Linked DNA regions of Mus musculus: region 1 is linked to region 2. The links are chromatin contacts, called in public HiChIP or PLAC-seq maps. All regions are on one chromosome and are shown on one strand. Each heading gives the region's core, a stretch centred on a gene start, on an enhancer-like site or on the middle of the called end of the contact. The rest is flanking DNA. Distances are from core to core; before and after follow the strand shown.

Region 1 (2,700 bases), core at 147-2,646, 36 kb before region 2:
AGAAGAGGGCGTCAGATCTCATTACGGATGGTTGTGAGCCACCATGTGGTTGCTGGGATTTGAACTTTGGACCTTCGGAAGAACAATCGGGTGCTCTTACCCACTGAGCCATCTCACCAGCCCAAGAATAATAATTCTTGACCATGTATGTGGTCTCTCATTAAAACTACCACAAAGCTGCCTTTGGGAGAGCATTGGCAGTCACTTCTGAACTAATTCCAACTATTATTGGAAACCCTAGGAAAACTTTGGTCAAGCTCTAGGAAACCTGGGTTGATAACATAGTGTGGTAGGTAAGGAGAGGTCACTTTTAAACATCCCTCATATTATTTGGAAGGTAAGAACCAGTCATACTGGTGGAAACAGATCTGGTGCCTTGTAACATCCACCCTATAATATAATATAATATAATATAATATAATATAATATAATAGTGTGATTCTCAACTGTTTTCCCCACTCCAGTCTCAATTTTCTAAATGGTGTTACTAGCCGTTGATAGCAGAGGCTCAGTAACAGTAACTAACTGCCAGGAGGCACCAGAAGGAAAGAATCAATCTGGTTGATGTATGAAAATTCTGCCTTGGATGCCCCTCCCTTTGTTATCATAATATCTCCAGTTCTTTTGTTTTGTGCATTTGAACCAGGATCTTTCTATGTAGCCCTGGCTGGCATGGAACTCAAATGTCAGACCAGGGTGGCTTCAAATCTTCTTGCCTTAGCTTCACCACACCCAACAAGATCTCAAATTCTAATAGAAAATAGAAATTAACTACCTTTTGGCAATCTTTGCATCATTATCTACCTGGAAATATTTATGTTGTCTCAGTGGAGTTCCTCCAACTTCCTTAATGTCAATGACTTGTTTTCAATATCACAAAATGACATTCTCAGATATGGTTATCTCTTTTCATATTCTTTTTCTGTTCTGAAAGCCCTCGAGATTGCGTGGGAGTCCGAGGCTTCTGAATGGGACTTAGGCGGCAGAGAATGTAACGTTAAGATGCCCACGAACAGACCTTGGTCAATTTAAAGGCAAACGGCAGTGGAGAGGCCCAGGGTAAGACGGAATTCAGGGTTAGAGTCCGGATTTGTGAGCTAGTGTTGCTTCAGTGTGTTTGTGGGGAGGCTGCTCTTGGCTCCTCCCTTGTCCGGTCCACACCACCTTACGCCTCCGCTTTTGCGTAACTATATTAATAGACGAGAACACTTCGCGTCCTGGTGCTCAGACCCCAGAGAGAAGCTGGCTGGAGCTTGGCAGGTGGGCTTGTAGCAAGGAGATGGGTGGGGGGAGTGGGCGGAGGGATTCTGGAGTGACGTTCGAAGTAGCCAATGGTAGTACGCGTTGGGGGCGGGATGGAGACATTGTGATCGTTTAGCCAATGGAGGACGAGCAACTACTGGAGCGACCTGGTGACGTGAGGAGCGTTCCATTCCGCCAGCGGTGGGCGGTTGCCACAGCTGGTTTAGGGCCCCGACTATTGGGGCCCCTTGTCAGGAGGAGGCACCCTCCCTGTCAGGGAGAAGTCGCTACCACCTCTGGCTGCTGACGAGATCCCCCGGGACAGTGTGCACTTTCTGCCCCCAGTTGCCGGCCGAGTTCAGTGTCCCTTGTTCAGGTAACAAGGGGTGGGGGTGGGGGTCTCCGGGGCTCGGCTCTCTGGAGGGCTGCATCCCCCTTCAGCTCCGCCGGGACCCAGGGACGTTGGCACCGCCCTGCTCAGCTCGCCAGCCACGGAGCCCCTGGCCGGGGGTGACTACACGTGGCGGGGCGTGTGTGAGTGTGTACGAGCGTGTGGACGCGTGTGCGTGTGGATGTGGCGCGCGTCCCAGCCAGCCTGGGGCGGTGGTCGGCTGCGTGGCGGAGGCAGGGCGGGCCTCCTGAGGACGAGCCCGCTGCACAGCCCTGGCTTCTGGCGCTAAGCTGCTGAACCAGGTCGCTGCTTTCTGACGGATTTTAATTTTCCTTCTCCCAGGTTGGGTCCCCCTTCCTAGTCTGTGTTCTTCTGCTGGGTCAGTTTATGGAGGCGGGGGGAGGGGGGAGATTGTTTTCCAGGTTAGTTTTACACAAAGGAAGTGATCTTTGCACCTCTGGGGCCCCCTCCCCTTTCCCAAGCCTTACACCTTTCCATCTTGTTGCTAGGCTCTTAGTCCCCTTTTGGACCTTTGCCCTCTCTAGCTCGGGAATGCTCTCTGGCTGGTTGTTTCTTGCTCATCGGGCTGCAGGCTTCCGCCTCATTCTTGCCAGCATGGGGCATGTGGTGCCAGTAAGTAGAGGACACAGCCCAGCACCTGAGAGAAGAGGAGGATGACAGTGGCTGGGAAAGGCGAGGCCCGGAAATCCAGGATGCTGAATGGAGCTATGATACTGGTGAAATGTCCTAGAAAGCCCCCAAGGGACTTTTCTTAGCTGCTGCCACCGCCCTCAGCCACCCCCAACCCCAGCATCAGTTGCCAACCATCCCAGGATCTCTCCTGTTTAAGGAAGCCTTTTTATCTACAATATGATGTGGGCTCACAAATGTTAAACTAGACCAGCCAGAAGATTTCATTTCGGACTCCAGAAGTTACAGAAGGTTTGATTAGGGGAAATCTGTTTTGTGGAAATACAATGTGTGTATGCTTCCAGAATGCCCTGAACAGCTTACCCCAGCCAGAGGGTTACTTGTTCCTTCCTGTGAGTAATATTTGAATATTGAAG
Region 2 (2,700 bases), core at 54-2,553:
CCAGCATTCCTGAAGAGATGCCACCTCCAGAACCCCCAGAGCCACCACAGGAGGCATCCGAAGCTGAGAAGTAGCCTCTCTATGGAAGAGACTTTTGTTTGTGTTTCATTAGGGCTATGAGAGATTTCAGGGGAGACAACCACCTGAGACAGAGAACAAATGAGCTGTCCCTTATTACTATTTTTCTTTGGTCTTTAGTCACCCAATTACCGGCATCTTCTTGCTGCAAACTTTTTTTTTTTAATGTTTGAACTTAAGACAGTGGCAGAAGATGCCAGTCACATCTGGCAACTGGACAAATGGGTCTCTTGGGACATGGCACTGGTTGGTTTCCCATTGTCTCAGCCACAAGGTATCCTTGGACTCCCCTCCTCTTCCCTCCAGATCCTAGCTCCCCTGCTGGGGGTCATTGGTCTCTTTCTGGGGCTAAAGAGTCTCAAGACTGACTCCAGTCCTTTCCAGCTGCTGCATGTCCCGAGTCCAGAGGCAGTCACAGAGACCTCTGGCCAGGGAATTCTAACTGGGCTCTTGACTCCTTCAGAACTAAGGATTGGAGAGGGACGCTGGAGGATTCTCCTGGCTCCAAAGTGCCAGCATTGCCAGCCAATCCTTTTAGGAATAGGGCAGGTACCTTCCACTTGTATTTATTTCTGTAGCTTCTCTTTTCTCCCCCCCCATCTACTCTCTAACATCCAAATCCCACTCTTTCCCCCATTAGATGCTATACGTAAGTAGTCATGGTAGAGATAATACATTTCTCCTACGTTCTCCAGAAACTTCAATGCCTGTGCTATTCTCAATAAGCATTGATGAGATGCCAACAACACAGCCCCTCACACTCTCTGTCTCATCTCCCCTCTTTGCTCATGAGTCCACTTTCATTTTCTCCTTTTGACTCCTGCTTCAGCCGGGAGCAGGACTAGCAGTAATAAAAGTCTGCACTTTGCTGGTTTCTTTTCCTCAGGGGAAGCCTGAGTGCTCACTTAAACACTACCCCTCAGACTTCTTGTGTAAGGCCTACAGAGGCCGTGAATGCACAAATGGGGAAGCCAAGGCACAGAGAGGCTCTCCTCTCCTCTCCTCTCCTCTCCTCTCCTCTCCTCTCCTCTCCTCTCCTCTCCTCTCCTCTCCTCTCCTCTCCTCTCCTCTCCTCTCCTCTCCTCTCTTCTCCCCACCTCTCCCCTCCCCTCCCTCATCATCCCCTCAAAACAAAAGAGAGAGAAAAAAAAGACTAATCAGTACTTCCATTAAGCCTTGGCTGAGTGAGGGAAAGCCCAGCACTGCTGCCCCACCCTCCGGGTATCCCGCTCCAAGGCCTCAGCCCACCTCTGGCAACGGTAACCACACCAGGGGCTTCATCTAAGCCCCTGCTCTTCCAGCACTTCCACCGGCAGAGTCCCAGAGCCACTTGATCCTGGGGGTGGACTGCAGCCCCCCAGGCAGCTCTGCTCGGGACCTGCACTATTTCAGGGAAGAAGAACTATGTATTATATGTGGCTATATTTCCTAGAGCACCTGTGTTTTTCTCTTTCTAAGCCAGGGTCTTGTCTGGATGACTTACGGGGACAGGGAGGGGTGCAAACCACGACTTTTAATCTATTTGAAGGCGATTAAACTGTGTCTAATGCAAGATGCCTGCCTCCTCCTTCCTCTTCCATTTCAAGAACCACCATGGGGTTGTGAATGTGTTTGTGTGTTGGGTCAGGGGGTGGGCGGGTGGGGTAGGAGGGTTGCTTGTTACTTCCCATACTTCCATTTTCCAGGGTACCCTTGGGTTCAAGAGATTCATACCTCTCAAATTCAACCTCTCCAATGATCTATTTAAATCTGGGCAGAAATTTATCTTATTCTAGACTATGAACACAGGACTTCCAAGCAATATACAGTGTGAAGAAGACTGGGAGAGTAGAGGGTTTCCAACTACTTAGGAGACCATGTTCTTCATTGTTTTAAGTAGATGGACAGTGTTATCTGCTAGTGGGTCTTGGCTTTCAAAGCAGGCTCCCCAGGGCCTCCCCTTGGAAATATTTCATTAGTGATCTTTAACAAGTGATAGCATGCATTTCTTTTCAAATGGTCTATCCTCAAGACTCCTGGTTCACTCTGGTTACTTGTAATTAGTGAAATTTGGCTGCTCCCAGGTTTCTCTGTGTCTTTTTGTTTTGGGTTATTGCAGAATTTGCATTGAATATTCCCGGGGGGTGAGGAGAGTCATTGGGAGAGAGATTGATTCAGATTCGCTCCTTTCTGCTGCTTCTCTCTCTCTCTCTCTCTCTCTCTCTCTTTCTCTCTCTCTCTCTCAGTTTGGTTCTTACAGTTCAATTTCAGTTAGTTCAAAATTAGGGCAATCATAGAGAGTGTGGAAGTTACTCGTGTGTGTGTGTGTGTGTGTGTGTGTGTGTGTGTGTTTGCTTTTTTCCAATCAACCTGTTCCCCATGGGGCTCCCTTTCTAGTCAGTACTCAGCCCATCTCCACTTGTGGGCCAGGATGGATTGCTTTCCTTCCTCGACTTACCTCAGCTACTCTTCTGTTGCCCCTTAGGTTGGCCAGAAGAGCTTTCTCTTTCTGGTGGGAAGGATCAAAATGGAAATCTTTTATCTCTAGTGCAAAAGGTTTTTGGTTTTCTGTTGTTTTGTTTTTTAAATCTTCTCTCTCTCTCTCTCTCTCTCTCTCTCTTCTTTTTTTTTTTTAAATAAACC

The links. HiChIP or PLAC-seq counts read pairs in DNA pulled down with a chosen protein or histone mark.
Region 1: an H3K27ac HiChIP or PLAC-seq map of microglia shows a contact between it and region 2, with 5 times the contacts expected there. The contact joins the promoter of Zdhhc9 here to the enhancer-like site in region 2. A contact is called at or near these places in 7 of 484 Hi-C or Micro-C datasets (the G1E-ER4 cell line, the HL-1 cell line, double positive thymocytes and 2 more), 7 of 115 datasets of contacts at active chromatin or transcription factors (the SCID.adh cell line, effector CD8 T cells, embryonic stem cells and 3 more) and 3 of 9 other capture datasets (adipose tissue, embryonic stem cells and liver).

Annotation. Positions count from the first base shown.
Region 1 is chrX:48,207,398-48,210,097 of GRCm38.p6, reverse strand. Zdhhc9 (zinc finger, DHHC domain containing 9) reads left to right here and starts at 1,396. Exons shown (of 10, transcript NM_172465.4): 1 at 1,396-1,618.
Region 2 is chrX:48,170,899-48,173,598 of GRCm38.p6, reverse strand. Zdhhc9 (zinc finger, DHHC domain containing 9) reads left to right here. Exons shown (of 10, transcript NM_172465.4): 10 at 1-1,628. The coding sequence ends at 74. Among named protein-coding and RNA genes, the nearest start is that of Sash3, 26 kb to the right of the region's middle. Within about 2 kb of position 1,303, at least 2 of the 459 cell types and tissues checked have an H3K27ac peak or open chromatin away from gene starts, as enhancers often do. A contact at or near this core is called in microglia, where this site is marked.